Linked DNA regions of Mus musculus: region 2 is linked to region 1. Evidence: chromatin contacts called from public promoter capture Hi-C data. All regions are on one chromosome and are shown on one strand. The core of a region is the stretch at or near the end of the contact, and the rest is flanking DNA. Distances in the headings are between cores, read along the strand shown.

What was found. Capture Hi-C pulls out chosen DNA fragments and counts their contacts.
Region 2: a promoter capture Hi-C map of pancreatic islet shows a contact between it and region 1. The contact joins two enhancer-like sites. A contact is called at or near these places in 1 of 115 datasets of contacts at active chromatin or transcription factors (embryonic stem cells) and 2 of 9 other capture datasets (adipose tissue and pancreatic islet).

What each region holds. Positions count from the first base shown.
Region 1 is chr10:69,908,831-69,912,868 of GRCm38.p6, forward strand. All of the region lies in intron 23 of Ank3 (ankyrin 3, epithelial), which reads left to right. Gm33361 (a long non-coding RNA gene) reads right to left here. Exons shown (of 2, transcript XR_380548.4): 1 at 393-4,038. Among named protein-coding and RNA genes, the nearest start is that of Gm33361, 11 kb to the right of the region's middle. Within about 2 kb of position 2,106, at least 91 of the 459 cell types and tissues checked have an H3K27ac peak or open chromatin away from gene starts, as enhancers often do. A contact at or near this core is called in pancreatic islet, where this site is marked.
Region 2 is chr10:70,267,418-70,271,249 of GRCm38.p6, forward strand. The region is part of intron 3 of Slc16a9 (solute carrier family 16 (monocarboxylic acid transporters), member 9); the gene reads left to right. Among named protein-coding and RNA genes, the nearest start is that of Gm40687, 20 kb to the right of the region's middle. Within about 2 kb of position 2,099, at least 9 of the 459 cell types and tissues checked have an H3K27ac peak or open chromatin away from gene starts, as enhancers often do. A contact at or near this core is called in pancreatic islet, where this site is marked.

The DNA of each region.
Region 1 (4,038 bases), core at 856-3,355:
ATGCAAAATAGAAACCAGACAGCAGCGGGCAGAGAAACTGATCCAGGTCAGGAGGCCACAGCCCTGGAAGGAAGGAGGATCTAGTCTGAAGTTGCTTACATTTTGACTGAGCTGTGAAATCTCTGCCAGGCTTGAATGCAGACAGCAAATACTAAAAGAAAAAGAAAAGCTAAGTGTGTGTGTGGTAGAAATAGTTATCAGGAAGGGATAGGGGAAGATACAAGAAAGCTATTCCAGCACTTGGGAGGTAGGTGGATCTCTGTGAGGTCAAGTTCAAGGCCAGCCTGGTTTACCTAGATATCCAGGATAGTCAGAGCTATCTGGAGAGACATTGTCTCAGAAAAACAGCAATAGAAAGATACAATAGAGCAATAAAATTTAGGAAATGGTACCTTGGACAGTGAGGACATCATTCAGCGCATTCTTGATCCAGGAACATTCGATGTTCAACGAATTAAAGTCTGGGTTGTTCACACTGTTCGTTGGTTTTTAAAAGTGTATGGTGAACAGGTTCACAGAGAAAGAGCTGGCCATTCAATGTGATGACCTGGAGGTTGGATCCCTAGAATCCCATAAATGCAGAGTGGGCAAGGCATCTCCCTGAAATCCTAGACCTGACCATGGAGTCAGATATATGGCACCCCCTAGACAAGCAGATTAGCTGTACTAGACATGCCAAAGACCTCTGATTTCTGGTGAGTACTTGCCTCAGAGAATCAGGTGGAGAGCAACTCAGGAAGACTTCTAATATCACCCTCAGAGCTACACACACATGTGAGCCCCCCTACACACACACACACACACACACACACAAATACATGCCAAACCAAGTGTGTATTTAAGAGAAAGAACAAATCGTGTTCTTCACAAAGTAGTGATATTATGGGCTAGGGAGATGGTTTAGCAATTAAATTGCTTGCCCCCGTGTGCCTGAGAGTTTGGCTAGTTCAGATCTCCAGAGCTCACAAGTAAGTGTGAGGGCCTAACTGTAATCCCAGTGCTTAGAGAGAAGAGACAGGAGATCCCCCAAGTCAACTGGACAGCTGGACCACCTTACAACAGTGAATAAGGTGATCAACGTACAAGGAAGAATCCTGTTGCCCTACACACACACACACACACACACACACACACACACACACACACACACACACCACATACTCCACCCACATACCACCCACACATACATCCCACACATTGACAAACAGCGCAGACGCAGACACATACACATACCACACACACAGACACCCCTGTGGCTAATAATATTTTTAAAGAATTTACTGACATGACAATAGAAATAAGCCTCTTTCCCACTATCTTAGTATGAAGATGAAGCAGGCCAGGGCACATGGTCAAAGGCAGTTAAGTACAGATAGAGTTTTGGGTAGATTTTAAGAACTCGGGCAAAGAATTTTCTAAAATTTGTAGTATGGGGAGGGGGGTGGCTGTCAGCAAACATCTTCACCCACTGAACCATGTCTCTGGCCCTCAGAGAAAGGACTTTTTGTAATCCTCCTAGAGCACTCTCACTCAGGAGAGAGTAAATATAATTTGCTTTGGCATAATCCAAAATGAAGGGGAGTCTGAAGGACCGGTCTGGGAAGTGTGAAGCTGGCTCGGCCTACCAGGAACGGTCCTGCTTGCCCAATCTCTCTGGTAATCATAAGAAGATACAGAGCCATTATGTGAGTGGCTTTCTGAGCCTGGGAGGGAGCCAGAAAGATTAGCTAACCTCTGGGGAGGCAGGAGGAGGGCGGGGCATGGTGTTACTGTTGATAGGACCAGGAGGCAGGAGGAGGGCGGGGCATGGTGTTACTGTTGATAGGACCAGGAGGCAGGAGGAGGGCGGGGCATGGTGTTACTGTTGATAGGACCAGGAGGCAGGAGGAGGGCGGGGCATGGTGTTACTGTTGATAGGACCAGGAGGCAGGAGGAGGGCGGGGCATGGTGTTACTGTTGATAGGACCAGGAGGCAGGAGGAGGGCGGGGCATGGTGTTACTGTTGATAGGACCAGGAGGCAGGAGGAGGGCGGGGCATGGTGTTACTGTTGATAGGACCAGTGGGAACTGCTCCTACCCAAATTTTAGCATTTTGGGGAATACCTCGTGGGCAGTGTCTCTCTTCATTTTCCCCCCCACTGGGGTTTCTCTGCTTACCTTTCAAATGGACATTCATTAGCTGCTCGTGTGTCCTGGAGGTAAGCTCAAAATGATAACTTTGAAAACCTAGAAGGGAAGACCCTGTCTCAGCGTCATTTCAGTTGCCGTGATAAAAAAATAAATAAATAAATAAATAAATAAATAAATAAATAAATAAATAAAACAAAACAAAAACTCTTGCAAAAGTAACTTAAAGGTGAGAGGGTTTGCTTGAGCTGGAAGTTCCAGGTTTCAGTCCACCGAGCCAAACCATCAGGGGCTTGAAGCATCTGGTCCTTTACTTCAGAAGGTCAGAAGGACAGAGCGATGCTCACATGCACATGGGAGCTCAATGGTCCTTCTCCATTCTTTTAAAGATTTGGCTTTGCTTTATGTGTATACGTGTGTTAGCGTGTGCCTACAGTGGCCAGAAGAGAACTTTGATTCCCCTGGAGGAGGAATTACAGGTAGTTAAGAGCTGCCTATCATCGGTGCTGGGGACCAAAGCTAGACCCTGTACTACAGCAGCCAGTACCCTTGACCTCTGAGCCACGGCTAACTGCTCTTCCACACTGTGCCTTTCCACGTAGACCCTCACAGATAATCAATCCATCACACCCTAAGTGTTTCCTTCCAGAACATCATCTCCTGCAAGCTTCTTCACCTCCCACGTAGCCTAACCCCCACGCAGAAGCTCCAGAGTCTCCCTTGTCTCACGTTCATGTCCAGCCAGCCAGGAACTCTTATCTGCTCTGTTTCTGCATCCATAGAACCTCTCAAGTCTGCCTTCTCCTCTCCATTGTCACCAGCTCAGGAGCTTCCCTGTGGCAGGATCCAGCGGGTGCCTTTTGTGTAGCTGTCATTTGTTCTAACCCCGTAGACTTAGCTGTAAATTAACATACGTATTTCTATTTATTTGGAAGCTAGATTGAATGAGACTGAGGCTAAGATTTACTTATTCAGCTTTAGCACAATTATTGAGGGAATTATCTCCAATCTATATTCTTTCTTCATTTTAATGTATATGAGTACACTGTCACTGTCTTCAGACACACCAGAAGAGGGCATCGGACAAGTGCTTGTGAGCCGTCATGTGGTTGCTGGGAATTGAACTCAGGACCTCTGGAAGATCGGTCAGTGCTCTTACACTGAGCTGTCTCTCCAGCCCCCCTAATCTATTTTCTAACACTAAACTGGCTACTTCCTTAGTTGTGGTCCCCAAATACTTGCTGTTGGAGTCTCACCTTTGTTATTTCTGCTCCATCACTTGGGCACCTGCTCTTGGTCCACTACATCTAATGGAGACCTCACGTTTTCTCCATCTTCTTTCTTCTTCTCCTCCTCCTCCTCCCCTTTTTCCTCCTTCCTCCCCCTTTTCCTCCTTTCTCCTCCTTCTCTCTCTTCCTACCCTCTTTCTCTTCAAGGTCCCTACCTGTGACTCCCCAAGCCCAGTAACCAAAGACCCACCTACCTCTGTCCTCCCCAGCCGTTGGTTGTAGCCACTTTTATTTAACCAATAGCTTTAAATTGGGGAGCAAGGTTTATACAATAAAGGCAATGTATATGTAAGAATTTGGGAGCAACCAGATCTTGGGGTACAGAATTTAGCATTTTGACTACATAGCAGCACCAGACCAACCCCCAATGCTCAGCTGTGCACCCAGCTTCTAAAGAGGTCCTTACAACTCTACATTTCTTCTGCCTCCCAGCTTGACCCTCCTGGGCTTTCACTCCTGTTGTTGGGTAATTGTAACGTGTTCATTTTCATGTTTGTGTAACACCCCACCAAGAACTTACAATAACCCAACTAAGGTCTCTGCCCTCCTGTAGATGGCAATGTGGGTTCTTTCCAGCTTGAAGCTATTGCAAGGAAGCCTTCTGTTTACAGATACCCTCTTG
Region 2 (3,832 bases), core at 849-3,348, 360 kb after region 1:
TTCATTTTTTGTTGTGGTTCTTTAATGATTTTATGTGTATGAGTGTTTCTCCTGCATGGATGTCCGTGTGCCATGCGTATGCCTGACACTCTTAGAAGTTGGAAGACGCTAAAGGACCACTTGGAACTGGGGTTACAGTGATGAGCTGCCAAGTGCATGCTGGGAAATTAACCCATGTCTTCCGGAAGAGCAGCCAGTGAGAGAGATGGCTCAGCGGTAAGATCCATCTCTCTAGCACGGGATAAGCACATTTTGACAGTTCCTTTATGCCCTCTTCAAAGGGGCACTTCCAGGAAGCTATGTCAAGCTCTCATCTCTACCTAGCTCCGGCAAGGGAAACTGAGGCAGGAGAACGTAAGCTCGGACGTTCTTGACGTTGGACACTTGTCTGTTTGCTACTGGGACCTTCAGCAACAGTGGACAGAGTTTCAGTTTATTGCTAGCCCCTAATCCAGAAGTTCGAGTGGATGCACAAAGTGGATTTTAAAACTAAGGCACGAGAGTTAGGAAGGCAGCATACTGGGGATGCTCGATGATCGAAGAGTAGAGTCTTAACCCTGAAAATTCCTGTGCAGTATACTGTATTTAAATGTGTTCGATGCTAAAAATCACTAGACGACAGTTAGACGAGTTTCTATCAGGCTCTGTTTACTTTAATTATGCAAACTAAACAACGATCATTTCCTGTACATTCATTCATCTTGGAAAGAGCAGTGTCATAAGCGTCTCCCTCAGCCCCTATTTAAATAGTTTTGTTATCAAAAATAGTTATCCCTTCCCTACTCCCCCCCCACACACACACACTTTGAGACAGGCCCTCCCTATAAAGCCTTGGACGGGCTGCTGCCCGAGTGCTGGGATTAAAGATATCTGTCACTAGTTTCAACCAAAGACAATCTTGATTCTCATGGATGTACAGTTGTGCTAAGCAGCTGTGATTCTGGGTTGGTTTTGTTTTGTTTTGAAGCAGAGTCTCCTAATATGGCCCAGCCTGGCCCTGAACTCTCCATCTTCCTGGCTCAGTTTCCCTACTTTGGGGATTGCACATGCGCTTCTCTATGTCTGGCTATTAAGTATGATTTTTAGTATTGTCTAAGGCTGCATCTGTAATATATAAGCCATAGACTCAGATGAGAAATAAGAGCTAACACCAAGACCAGGGCTGTTTTCAGTACTATATACTATATATAGATAATGCATACTTATACCTTTAATGTCTTTAAATCCTATGTGATTGTGCTAAAGATCAGAAGTGAGAATCGGTGAGTCACGTTGCTGGTCATCTAGGTAGAAGGACAGGCTGATAAATGTGTAAGTTGCCACATAGCAGAAGCGAGGCCAATGGCGAAGTGAAACCAGTGCCCTGTGCCTGTGAGCTATGGGGATGTGTGCAGAGCCTGGCTGAGGAATTGCTGTGTGACCTTTAAGCACAGGTGGGCTGTGGCCAGTGGATGTAGACCAGAAGAGAAAGGAGGGTAGTGGAGGACGCACAGAGCCAAACACTCAGAAAGGGATACGGTGGATAGCATGCGTGCATAGGTAGGTGGGTGCGTGCATACAGTGCCTGCGGAGGCCAGAAGAGGGCGTCATAGCCCCTGCTGGCGTGGGTCCTAGGAACCAAATTCAGGAGCCCCAGTAGAGCAGCAAAGTGCCAGTCCCAAGCAGCAGCCTTTTCCTACATATTTATTTTTAAAAGAAATACACGTGTCATCTGAGAGTCTGCAGATATGTCAAAGCATCTGATAGACGCAGCCTGTTGGGAAAATGTTGCATCTTCTGTCGGTTTTTTTTCTTGCAGAAACTTGGAGCGGTGCACACCGCAGCTTAGGTAGACAGGAACGGTGCTAAAGGTTCAGGGAGCTACGAGGAAGTCAGAATTGCCATGACTTCAGGAGGTCAGAGAAAAATGCTGAGGTAAACTGGGAGCTGCAGTGGGTGTGAAGTGGAGCTTAGCGTCTGGCTGAGTTACAGAGCTCGCTGAATAACGACTGTAGCGTTTTCAGAGATCATCTACGTCTTTTTGAACAATTGAAGAGAGTATATTGAGTACACACCTTAGGGAATGGTGGGTGTGTTTAAAGTCTGTAAAGGTGAGATAAAGAGAACTATATAAGGTGTATTGAAGCAAACATCCTTGGCCACACTGATCTATTATTCTAAGGTGGCCTTGGTCCAAAATGAAACTGTAGCTTGGCAGAAGGCCTTGTTGGAAGTGTGTGTGTGTGTGTGTGTTTACAATGGCTTTTGTGCAAGTCATGGTTTGTAGAGTCATTTGCAAAAGGCTCTTGACAGCTTTCACTTTTGGGGACATATGCCTGAGATTTTGTTTTTTCACAGCTCCTCGCTGTCTGTCTGTCTGTCCGTCCATCTATATGAATGTATATATGCATGTATATATGTATATGTATGTGTGTATATGTATGCATGTATATTTGTATGAATGTATATATGTGTGTATTTTTGTTTCTGTTTTATGGCTAGATAAAAATGACTCTATTGGATTCCACTTTCACACAGTGTATGTGTATATGTGTATACATACACACACATTATGCAGTCCTTTCAACCTCCTCTCCCTTGCCCCTCCCCTCTGCCTCCCATTAGTCTCTTAGACGTCAGCTGACTCTGCCTAAATATGGTTATTTGGTGTCAAAAGTATTATGTGTCTTAGACAAGTTTCACTGCTAGAATTTCATCAAAGCTGATTGACACCAGAGAGTGCTTTAAGACAATAGTTTAGAACCTTTAACATCTTAGGACTTTTTAATGTTCTTACTTAGACCTCTAAGGAACTTTAGATGGTATGGATTATATATTTACATATTGCATCATGCTTTAATATACTACATATGAAATATGATAAATTTAGGGCTGAGGAGACAGATGCCCCAGCATTTAAGAGTACACGTTACTCATGCAGAAGGCCCGCCTTCAGCTCCCGACACTCTCAGCAGGCAGCTCACAACTGCCTGTAGTAACTCCACCTCTAAGGGATTGGCTGCCCGCTTCTGTTCTCTACAGACAACAGGGTTCAGACAGTTATACAGACATAGCATACCCACCATATACCAACATACAGACCACGAACACACACAATACACATACATGTAAAATAAAATAAATGTTAACAACTAAGAAATACAAATTTAAACGATAAATTCATTTAAAAGTTGTTTGTTTTTGTTTTGTTTTGTTTTTTGTTTGTTTTGTTTTTGCCAGACAGGGTCTCTCTCTATAGCCCCAGTTGTTCTAAAACTCACTCTGTAGACCAGGCTGTCCTTGAACTCACAGAACTCTGCCTGCCTCTGCCTCCCAAGTGCTGGGATGAAAGGCGTGCATCACCACACCCGGCTATTTATTTGTCTTTATTTTATGTGTATGTGTGTATGTGTGATTGCATGAGTATATATGCACTATATGTGAGCAGGTGCCTGTGGTGGCCAGAGGGTGTCAGCTCCCCTGTAATAGAGTGAGCTGCCTGATGGGGCTGCTGGGAGCCACACCCAGGTCCTCTGTGAAAGCACTAAAGGGCTTAACCACTGAACCATCTCTCCACCCACTAAAAAGACAAATCGAAAAGCATTTGTTTAGCAGTCCACTTAAAGGTCACAGGCTCAGTGTATGTTGACAGTGTATGGTAACAGATTTATTGCGAAAAGTAATTCTATTTCCTGAAACAAAACGAATTTAGTGACAGTAGTGTTTGTATTGTATGAGGGGTTTTGGGGGTGCCAGAGTTGAACGTAGCCCCGTGCATGTACGCTAAGGAAGTTATCTCCTATCCATGAGACGAGTGGTCTTGTCCTTGTGTTCACAAACTGCTTTAGTTTAT